Regions from separate parts of the Mus musculus genome. Here regions 1 and 2 are each linked to region 3. A link is a contact called in public HiChIP or PLAC-seq and promoter capture Hi-C data. All regions are on one chromosome and are shown on one strand. The core of a region is the stretch at or near the end of the contact, and the rest is flanking DNA. Distances in the headings are between cores, read along the strand shown. Region 1 holds the start of Dtx1 (deltex 1, E3 ubiquitin ligase). Region 2 holds the start of Oas2 (2'-5' oligoadenylate synthetase 2). Region 3 holds the start of Rbm19 (RNA binding motif protein 19).

What was found. HiChIP or PLAC-seq counts read pairs in DNA pulled down with a chosen protein or histone mark. Capture Hi-C pulls out chosen DNA fragments and counts their contacts.
Region 1: an H3K4me3 HiChIP or PLAC-seq map of forebrain shows a contact between it and region 3, with 2.5 times the contacts expected there. The contact joins the promoter of Dtx1 here to the promoter of Rbm19 in region 3. A contact is called at or near these places in 1 of 39 promoter capture datasets (pre-B cells) and 2 of 115 datasets of contacts at active chromatin or transcription factors (embryonic midbrain and forebrain).
Region 2: a promoter capture Hi-C map of adipose tissue shows a contact between it and region 3. The contact joins the promoter of Oas2 here to the promoter of Rbm19 in region 3.

The regions. Positions count from the first base shown.
Region 1 is chr5:120,709,692-120,713,237 of GRCm38.p6, reverse strand. It overlaps Dtx1 (deltex 1, E3 ubiquitin ligase), which reads left to right and starts at 1,569. Exons shown (of 10, transcript NM_008052.3): 1 at 1,569-1,753; 2 at 2,263-3,183. The coding sequence starts at 2,925.
Region 2 is chr5:120,748,167-120,752,019 of GRCm38.p6, reverse strand. It overlaps Oas2 (2'-5' oligoadenylate synthetase 2), which reads left to right and starts at 2,172. Exons shown (of 11, transcript NM_145227.3): 1 at 2,172-2,561; 2 at 3,236-3,482. The coding sequence starts at 2,247.
Region 3 is chr5:120,114,868-120,118,656 of GRCm38.p6, reverse strand. Rbm19 (RNA binding motif protein 19) reads right to left here and starts at 2,144. Exons shown (of 24, transcript NM_028762.1): 1 at 2,008-2,144. The coding sequence starts at 2,043.

The DNA.
Region 1 (3,546 bases), core at 320-2,819, 600 kb before region 3:
ATAGATAGATAGATAGATAGATAGATAGATAGATAGATAGATAGATAGATAGATAAATAGATAGATAGGAACCAGAACCATATATATCACTCTTAAAAGAACAGAGAAGAGCTGGCCCCAGCTCTAGATGGACAGAGAGGGGGTGGGAAGAGCCTGGAATCCCGCATCCATCCTGTTCTGTGTGACAGGGACAGAGTGACCAATGCATGCTCCTAGGAATGGGATCCTGAGATCCCGCCCCTTCTGGGCCTGCAGCCACAGGTGGCTGTTAACTGCGTGTAGTCCTTCTCAGCCCTCCTTGGTGAAAGGCCTCACTGTGCTAGATCAGCCAGATTACATCCATTAGTCATTCAACACGCATCATGGCGGCCTGTTGCCATGGAAAGTGCAAAGGCGTTGAGGCGTCAACTCCCAGCCCTACTCACTCTTGTGGGAAGTCGGACAAACTGAGTAACCTCTCTGAGCTTCCAGAGATTTTGCTTCCTGCCCATAACATGAGGACACAGTCTTACCTCCAGGGGCTGAATGGAATGGACACTCAATAAGCAGAAGCCATCATTTGTGATGATCTTGGGCCACAGAGGTGAACCGTGGTGGAAGCCCTTAGGGGCCTTTTGAGCAGGAATCAGTTTTGTGTAAGTGGTTAAAGTAGTTGATGGCGTGATATGGGGTGTCACAGAGGAGGAGGAGGAGGAGGAGGAGGAGGAGGAGGAGGAGGGAAGACCGATGAATCAAGAGAGGCTGCTGGGAGGAGTTGGCTGGATTCTTCTTTTGTGTTTGCTACTAAATCCCTGTGCAACTTTGAGTTGATGACTTCCTTACCCTGAGGACCTCAGGTTCCCACCGATTGCAAGGTGGTCATTAAGCAGTGACTAGATGTAGCTGTGAATGGCTTTCTTCTAAAAACAAACAAACAAAACAACAACAAAAACGCAGGTGTCCTGGGCAGGGTAAAGACTCCAGCTAATCCAGTTTTGGTTCTGGGAGTGAGCCTAGTGTAGCCTGCCCTTCACCCTTGCTCTCCCTTCCCCCTGCCCTCCCCCAATCCCCCCAGATCCCAACAGAGGAGGAGCAAGGGCCACTCTGGTCTGGCTCCCAAAGAGGTCCCTTAACCCTGCTCAGCTGCCTGGATCGCAGTCCCACACAGCCTCATCTTTCCCAATCTAAACAGGGCAGGTCCTGGATGTCTCCTCTCTCAGTCCATACCTGTGTCTGCAGATGCTGTGTTCAGCTTGCCAGAGGGCCTATCACAGTGCCCATGAACGCTTAAACTGCTGCTCCAAGAGATCACCCTGTAGTTGGCCAGTGGCCTTATGAGCAGTCTTTAGACTGTCTCTAAATCAGATTCATTCATTCAAGTACTTATTGAGCGCCTGTTGTGTACCAGGCCCTAGCATAGATGCTAAATGCAAAGATGATAGATTGGAACCAGAACCCCTAAACACAGAACGGATCTGATGCCTCGTGGGCCCAGCCGGGGACTCGGTGACTCGCGTGTCACAGCGGCTGGGCGGATCGGTCTCCTCCCCTTCCTCTACCCGCCCCGCCCCGAGGCCGCCTCCACCCGCGGGATCCCAGCGACGCGTCCGACGCGTCCGCGCGCCAGGACTACTGCGTCCTCCTGTCTGTCTGTCTATCCGGCGGCGGGCGAGGTCCGGGCTGGGGCAAAGCGGTGCCCTCCTTCCCTCCCTCCCGGGAGCCAGCGGAGAAAGAGTCAGCGGGGGGTGAAAAGAGCCAGCGCGGGGAGATCACGGTGAGCGTGTAGCGCAGGGACCCCAAATCCCTGGCTCTGGCGGGCCCACGGGCAGATGCCACCGGGCGGGGACATAACGACCTGCAGCTCTTTTGCCCCCGGGGACGCCACCCCTGAGGAAACCTCGGTCGCGGCTCCATCCGGCACCCTCCATCCATCTCAACATCCCGCATCTTGAACTCGAATCCCTGCATCCCACATCCTTCATTCCGCATCCCGGAATTCTGCATCTCCACATCCCGCGTCCCTGCATCCCACACCGCAGCCCCCGGTAGCGCGCGGCCCGGGGCGGGGGACGCGCTCCAACCGAACACGGGCCACTGCGGGTGACAGCCTGGGGTATGATGCCCGCTGTTCTCCGGGTACCCCAGGGACTGCAGGGCACAGACCCCCGAGCCTCCCTGCCGCCCCCCCACCGGCGCCCCATTGTTCTCTGCCGCGGCTCCTGGGAGGGGGAGGGGGCTGCTCTCTTCTTAAAGGGCCCTTTCTCCTTCTTGTCGCCCCTGCAGGTCGCGAACACCAGTGGGGTGGGGCGTGCCCACGGCCCCCGCCCCTCCCCAGGGTCCCCCAGCTGCAGGTCCGGACCGCGATCCCCACGCTCCGCCCCCTTCCCTGGGAGATCTACCACCACTCAGGCCGGCCAGGAGAGGGGACAGGGGTGCAGGGGTGCAGGGAGCCCCGTCGGGAGGGGCGGACCCAAGTCACCCCGAAGCGAGGCACGGGATCTGGAAAGCGGAGCCAAGCGCGCAAGGAGCAGCAGGCTGGGGCCAGGGCCTCCTGGGTGACAAGGCCCTGCGTGGCGGACAGAAGGAACGGGAGAGAAGCAGGGACAGGCCGGACTTAGAGGGGCAAGTGCCTCCTCACTCCTGCACCTGCACTGAGGGGACTAAGGGATTGAGATCATGTCCCCCACCTAGGACAGACATTGCCTACCGCGCACCGCTGTGTGCAACAGCTGCGCTCTGCGGGAAGGGGTCCTCGCAGCGTCTGGATGGCCACCCATCCCCCTAACCCAGGCCTCTAGGCCTTGGAGACGAGCCCAGCTGGAAAAGAGGCCACACTCCTCGCCGCCCGCCCTGGAGAGGGAGGACGAAGCTTCCCCGGTGCTCCCAGGCCCAGGAGGAGCTGGGCCAGCAACAGTGGGGACCTGGCCCCGCAGGCGGCAGCGGCCATGTCACGGCCAGGCCAAGGTGTGATGGTGCCGGTGAACGGGCTGGGCTTCCCGCCGCAGAACGTGGCCAGGGTGGTGGTGTGGGAGTGGCTCAATGAGCACAGCCGCTGGCGACCCTACACGGCCACCGTGTGCCACCACATCGAGAATGTTCTTAAGGAGGATGCCCGGGGCTCTGTGGTCCTTGGCCAGGTGGACGCCCAGCTGGTGCCCTACATCATCGACCTACAATCCATGCATCAGTTCCGGCAAGACACAGGTGAGTGGCCTCCCAGAGGCCGGGCCAGCAGCTCTCACAGGGGGCGGGGGGGGGGGATGCAATAATTCCCCCCTCCCAGAATCCCTGAAAGGGGAGTCTGGGGCTCCTGGGAAAAGAGACCGTGTGACCTGGTCCAGATTAACATGTTGGTTCCAGCCCTATGTCTTATATTAGTTAGGGGTGGGGGGATGGATATGCAAATCACACAGCTCCAAGCCTCAGTTTCTTTGCCTGTAAAGTGGGTAGATTGCTGTCTCTCTGAGCTATGTAAAGATTTCTTTAAGTGGATCCCTCTTCCCCCCAGCCCTGAGCCCCTCAGTGCTTTAGCACACCCTCTTACCAAACCCACAGGACTGTTTGGTT
Region 2 (3,853 bases), core at 923-3,422, 630 kb before region 3:
TCCCCAGGTCCCCTCTCTGCCACCACCTGTGCCTCCTGCTCTTGGCTACTACACCAAGACTCCACTAGGGTTGTTCCCAACCTCACCTTGCCTAATCAACTCAGTGAGGATGCGAACCAGACCCCATATTATGTCTCCTGATAGCTGCTATTCTCAGAGTTCTAGACCAGTGGTCCTCAACCTTCCTAACGCTGCCAACCTTTAGTACAGTTCCACGTACTCCCACGTAGGTGTATCTACAGGTACCTGCCTGGAGACAGAAGAGAGGTATCTCAGTTATGGTCTTAACAGATGGAAAAATGTGTTTTCAGATCATCTTAGGCGACCCCTGTAAAGGGGTTGTTTGATCCTGGAGGGGCGGAGACCCACAGATTGAAATTGCTGCTCTAGGCAGATGTGGAGGCCTGTTTTTCTATGGAGCCTGGCAGCAGATGGGGCACAAGCCTAGCATCCCAGAATGAAAAGAAAATAGGAGGCAGGCTGTTGTTAAGAGCCACATTGTTATACATTGTTATTAAGTCGCCACACCTTACAAGAACTTTGTTTCCTAAAGCCAATGCATCCTGCAAACCACGTTTCCAACCTACACTGAACTTGTAACCCTGCAGGAATGCTACCCACCCCTTTGCCTTGCTAAACTCCTGAATACCCACAATGACTTCCACTGATGTCTTCCTGCCCTTACCTACCCCACAGGCAGCCTTGAGCCCTGACTCCGCCCCACACACATACTCTTCTGCCCCAGTGCTAACAGCCAACAGACTCAACAGACTGTTTCTATCAACTCTAACCCCTCCCCATAAAAGGGACCTCAAAAGCGAAGGAGGAACTGCTCTCTGAGGACCCCAAATTAGGGGGGAGGCAGTCATCTGGCCTGGTCCTTTGGGCACTGGCTTTATTCAGACAGTAATGGGAATGGTTTTTTTCCTTCAGAACTAATGGCAGCTCTTGTCCCCACCACACAGACTCTGGGCTCTCTTGTCAAAATGGCTCCAGAATTGGGGTGACTGTGAGCCACAGTGAAGAGTGAGGTGACCGCCATCAGGGCAGAGGAAAGAGAGGCCTTACTGACCTGACCCCCAGAGTCTCCAAGAGCGGCCCCCATAGTGGCTCTGGAATGATATGGCAGAGGCCCAGTGGGACACAGTGAGGGTTGGGTGAGGTGATACACATATTCGACTCCTCAGGAAGCTGAGGCAGGGTCCCTGAGAGCTGCTAGTGTCCCCTAAGCCATTTTCCTTCTATGGCCTCACTCAGAGGAACTACAAGAAGTCTGCTGCTTTCAGGGATCCTTTGTCAGAGCCCATATTTTTTTTGTGACTTCAGTCACTCCACTGGACTCCAAGGTGATACAAAGTCACTGTGCCTTTCCTGGTGAGGGTCCCAGGAAGCCATCTGCCACGTAGGACAGCCACATACAATGTGCCATCTACCTTGGAAGAAGATGCTATACATAACAGTTTATGAGAGGTTGAGGCAGGGGATTACCAGCTCAAAGCCAGTTTGGGCTAGACAGCAGGCTCTGTCTCAATACTAACCCAAAATAATTGTGTTGAATTGGTGAGGTTTCTTTTTGTGTTTAATTTTTAAATATTTAAATATTTATTTTTTAACATGTGGGGGGGGGGAGGACTACTCTTGACTCTTCAGGGACCTATGTTCACCCAAAGTCAGGAAGCCTACATCTGTCTGTCAAGGCACCTGTCCTGCAGTGCATCTTTGAGCAAGTCAGCACCTTCTCTGAGCTCAGTCTGTCTGCCCTGTCTGTCACCGAATGCTTCAGCCACTGGAAACAAGGAGGAAGGACATTATGTTAACGGACAGACTCTACCCTCAATAAAATCAAATTAGCTTAGCATTTAGCCAGCCAGCTTTCTGCCAATTTTTTTTGAGACATGCTCCTCCTAGCTATAGGTAGAGGAAACAGAGGCACCAAGAAGACAGTCCTACACTGATGGACGCAAACACTGGCCTCTGTGCAGGTGTCCCCTGAGGCTCTAGAGGCTCTAAGTTTAAGCTGGGGTGTCCTTGGGAGTGGCCAGCTAGCTGGAAGCAAACACACACCAGCTGCTGGGAAGTAACTCCCACACTTGAGTTTCGATTTCCTAGGTTCCTAGGCTTGGCTGTGTTAGGGGTGGGGCTTTGGACTTGATTTCCTCTTTCTAGAAACCCGGGTGCAGGGCAGAAGGCCCAGGACTTGAGCTACAGTGCTCTGCCTCGACAATTGACAAGACCAGCTAGCAACGATGGGAAACTGGCTGACTGGAAACTGGTCATCTGACAGGTCATCTGGCTATTCATCTGGCTGGTCACCTGGTGGGTCTTCAGGGGTGCCCTCCGGGCCAGTGCACAAGTTAGAAAAGTCTATCCAGGCAAACCTCACACCCAACGAAAACTGTCTGAAGCAGATTGCGGTGTCCTCGGTGCCATCGCAGAAGCTAGAAGGGTATATCCAGGAAAACCTCAAACCTAACAGAGAATCTCTGAAGCAGATAGACCAGGCCGTGGATGCCATCTGGGACCTGCTGCGCAGTCAGATCCCTGTGAAGGAAGTGGCTAAGGTGAGGCTCAGGGTGGGGGCCAGGGCTCTGCATCCCAGGAGAGTTCGCTGTTCCCAAAGGTGGTGGTGCTGAGCATTGTGCCACACAGGGCCCAGGGGATTGCACTTCGAAGGCTTTCCTCTGAGGACAGACAGTGAAGGGGCCCAAGCTGCTGCCAGGTCTTCTTCCACCTGGCTGCATGACTCCCGGAAGGGTCCTTTACCTCTCTGTGCCTCAGTGTCCAGATCTGCAGAATGAGGTCAGCCTAGACCCCACTTCAGAGTGTTGTGATGGTGAAGCACGCAGTGTTCTTAGCACAGGGACGGCTGTTATCAGTGCTCAGTAAATTACCAGGGATTGACTACATGCATTTGTGCTTTGCCATAGAGTGTCTTTGACTCCACATTTATGAGATTTTTGTTCGTGTATCTTTTTCATGCCTACATAGTACTCTACCATATCTATTTTTTTTCCATGCCTGTATAGTATTCTGCTGTGTTATTTGTTCGTCTTAGCGCAGTTTTGAGTTGACCCCAGTTTGGAGCTAGCATGCAAAACATGGACACAAACTGGTGCTGGCAACCTGATTTTAAAATGCCAGTGCCATTTGGGGGATTTCACTTGATTTAAGAAATGTCACTACCTGGAGCTTCAGAAAGTCTAGATCTCACAACTGCCCCTCCATTTCCCCACAGGGTGGCTCCTATGGCCGGGAAACAGCCCTAAGAGGCTGCTCCGATGGTACCCTTGTTCTCTTCATGGACTGCTTCCAACAGTTCCAGGATCAGATAAAATACCAAGATGCATACCTTGACGTCATTGAACTGTGGCTGAAAATCCATGAGAAGAAGTCAGTAAAGCATGAACATGCCCTTGTAGTACAAGTGTCTGTACCAGGGCAGAGAATACTCCTGCAATTACTTCCAGTCTTCAATCCTCTACGTGAGTGATCTGGGGACTGGGGGTGGGGGGGGTGTCCAAGCATTCTGGGAGTCCTGGGAGGCCACTGGGGTCCCGTGGGCTGAGGCTGTCTCCAAAATGGAGCTTGTAAACTCCTGTCTTAGTCACTGGTCAGTTGCTGTGAGGAGACACCCATGACCAAGACAACTCTTATAAAAAGAAGCATTTAACTAAGTGGCTGGCTTCGAGTTTCCGAGGGTTAGCCCCTTATCACCATGGTGGGAAACAGACAGGCATAGTGTTGGAGCAACTCCGGACCTTCAGAAGAGCAGTCGGGTGCTCTTACCCACTGAGCCATCTCACCAGCCCAAGGACACACCTCTTAATTCTTCCCAAACAATCCATCAACTGAG
Region 3 (3,789 bases), core at 895-3,394:
GAGCAGAAGGATATAATGAGAGAGAGGAGGGAGAAGGGTCCCTGGAGCCAAGAGACAAATAACCTAGAGGGCCTGGAGGGAATCCTGAGATGAGCAGGTGACAGACCTTGACTTTTTTAAGGGTGGCCAGGTCCTGGCTCAGAGCCTGACACCCGCTGAGCACCCCTGAGCAGGCCATTCAGTTCTTTAATAAGGAAATGGAACTTCAAGGCACCTCAATTGGTCTCTTCTCTTTCTTGCCCTGTCCCCGTTGAGGAAGACATCAATTACAACTTCCATCCTGAGGCTGCCACAACAAACAAGATACCCAACAGAGGCTTGTCCAAATAAACAAAGACAAGGGAAGCTGTGTAAACGTTTGCTTACCTTGGGAGCCAGCGAATAATGGAGCCCATTAAAGATGCCCACACCCTGGTCCCCAGCACCTGGGGTTGCACTGTAGAACAATTACAATGGGGAGTGCAGCCCCATTGGGCCTCAAACTAGAGATCTGCCTGCCTCACTTCCCAGCCCCAGCAGGGGTGTCCCATTGCACCCAGATATTTCAAAAGAGATATTTTTTCAGGTGTGTTTTAAAACCTGGTGATAAGGCCAGGCGTGGTCAAGCACACCTTTAATCCTAGCACTCTGGAGGCAGAGGCAGGCAGATTTCTTTAGTTTGGGGCCAGCCTGGTCTACATAAATGTTAAGTTCCAGGACAGCCAGGGCTACTAAATGAGATCCCGTGTCAGAAAAGGACAGAAACCCTGAGATGAGGCTAGGTATGGTGGGGAGGCAGAAGCAGGTGTTCAAGGTCAGCCAGGGCTACAGATTTAAGAGTCTGTTTTTTTAAAAAAGCATCCCCCAAAACAACAAACAAAATCCCAAATAGGGGAGATCATCTTGGGTCTCCCTTTTGGGGGGGATGCATATGATATCCCACATACCAGATATTTACGTTATATTCATAATGAGAAAATTACAGTTATGCAGTAGCAACAAAATAACTTCATGACTAGGGGGTCACAACAGGAGGAACTGTATTAAAGGGGGGCACAGCATTTGGAAGGTTGAGGACTGCTGTTCTGGGGGGCACATGGTCCCAACAACAACAAAACAAATTTAATTAATTTATTTATTTTTAGCCACATCATCTTGCTATGTAACCCAGGCTGGCCTTGAACTCGCCACCCTCTGCCTATGGAAAGCTGACAACAGGTGTATGCACCACCACACTTGGCTTTGAAGTCTAATCTTGCTCTGTGATGGTGAACCAGTAAGCATTCTCTAGTCTGTTCCCTGTTGTGACACACATCAAGGATACAAAGCAATTTGGGGGGCGTGGGCTGGAGAGATGGCTCAGCAGTTAAGAGCACTGACTGCTCTTCCAAAGGTCTTGACTTCAAATCCCAGCAACCACATGGTGGCTCACAACCATCTGTAATGGGATCTGACGCCCTCTTCTGGTGTGTCTGAAGACAGCTACAGTGTACTTACACATAATAAAAAAATAAATCTTTTAAAAACAAACAAAAAAACCAAAGCAATTTGGGGAGGAAGACCATTGATTTGGCTTATGGGTCTCCATCACAGTCCGCCATCCAGGGAAGTCGAGGCAAGAACCGACGCAGACTTACTTGCCCCGCCAACATCTGTACACAGCCCAGGGACACTTGCCGAGGCGTGACAGCACCCACAGGGGGCTGGAACCTCCCACACCCATCACTCCTCAGAGCACCACAGGCTGGTCCACAGGCATATGGACGCAATAACATCCAATGAAGTTCCCTCTCCGTAAGTGACTCCGGTCTGGGTCAAACTGACCCAAACTGCCCAGCACAACATGGAAGGATCCTCAGAATGCTCGGAAGCCACTTTGCGGCTTGCTGAGCCCTCAGGACAGGGTGCCGCCTCCTTGGATTCCGGACCTCCCCAGTCCTGTCCCTGACTTAGAACCCCTCCATCCTTCACCCTCCATTCCCGGACCTCTGCTTCCACTTCCGGGCCCCATCCCCGGCTCCCGCTCACCCCATTCGGGAGGTTCTTCACGATCAGACGCGACATGGCTCTCAGGTTCCCTTCGCTTTTCAGACTCACGACCCCGGCGACAGCGACTTCCCACAACTTTCACGCCGCCACACTGGGCGCCGCCATTTTTAGCGAGTCACGTGGCCCCCGCCGCGTTCCATCCGGAAGTGGGTGTGGCCTCACGGGAGACTCTCTCCGGGGAAAGTCCCACCCACAAGGCGGGGTTGGCGGGGACGGGGGAAAGGCCCGAGCGCTCGCGTTTTCTCCGCCAGGTCTTGGGGCCTCTAAATCCCCGCAAGGAAGGCAGGAGGCGCTGATGTCCAACCCCCTCGGGATGACAGGCTTCTGGGAAAGAGCAGAGAGCCTAGAAAAAAAAAATTGTTTTAAAGGTAAAGGCAAGCGGATCTCCGAGTTCCAGGATAGCTAGGGCTGCACAGAGAACCCCCGTTACAAAAATAAAATTATAAAGGTTTATTTATTGTGTAAAGGCGTTGAACTCAGAAACCCTCCCGCCTCTGCCTCCCAAGTGCTGAGATTAAAGGTGTGCGCCACCACTGCTCAAATAGATTTTCTTCTTCTAAAAGACATTTTGCTCCATCTCCCCATATCCTTTCTTGTTACTGTTGGCAGCTTTATTGAGATACAGTCCAGGTGCCACACAATTTGCCCACTTAAAGTGGACAACTCCAGTTGGCAAGATGGCTCGTCAGATAAAGGCACTTGTGGGCAAGCCTGACAGCCTGAGATTTCCCTCCCCCCAACCCCCCAACCTTGGTTCTTCGTAGTGGGAGGAGAGAACCAATCTTAGAACATTTTTTATTGAAAAAAAAAAATGCAGCTAGGCAGTGATGGCGCTCGCCTTTAATCCCAGCGCTCAGGAGACAGAGGCAGGCAGATCTCTGAGTTAAGGCCAGTCTGGTCTACAGAGCTAGTTCCAGGACAGCCAAGGCTAAACCATTTTTTTCAGATAATTTATATAGATATTTTTAAAGATTTATTTATTATTATATGTAAGTACACTGTAGCTGTCTTCAGACACACCAGAAGAGGGAGTCAGATCTTGTTACGGATGGTTGTGAGCCACCATGTGGTTGCTAGGATTTGAACTCTGGACCTTCGGAAGAGCAGTCGGGTGCTCATACCCACTGAGCCATCTCACCAGCCCCCAGATAATATATTTTGATCATGGCTTCCCCGTCCCACCAGCTCCTTCCTGCCTCCCCACCAACCCAGCCCCCAGTCCTTTTGTTCTCTTTAGAAAGAAAACAGGCAAACAAAACAAACAAAAATGAAGGAGAAGGAGAAGAAGAGAATGAAAGAGAGACCACAAGAAACACCCCACACAGTCAGAAACCATTATATACAAGCAAAAGACCAGTCACCAACTTCCCGCCTTCTAGGAACCTAGAATCTATCTGGCATCTCTATGGATGTGTTACTTTCTTGGCTGATTTTTCTCTTCACATATTGTTTTCAAGGTTAATCCATGTCTCTGCATGAATCATCCTTCACTCGTTACCCCTCCCCACACACACACACACACACAAGTGTCAAATGTCGGACTCCAGTATGTTTGTGTATCCAACCATCTGTCTAAGGCATCTGGGTGGATGTACCCCATGGCTATTGATAGTAACATTGCTGAGAACGTCTGTGTTCGTGCCTGTCTCTACGTGGACATGTGTCTTCATTCCTCGCCGGCACAGTCCTAGGTTGGGGTCCCCCCCAGGTCTTTAGGAACTGGGTTTTTTTTTTTTTTTTTTTTTTTTTTCCGAGACAGGG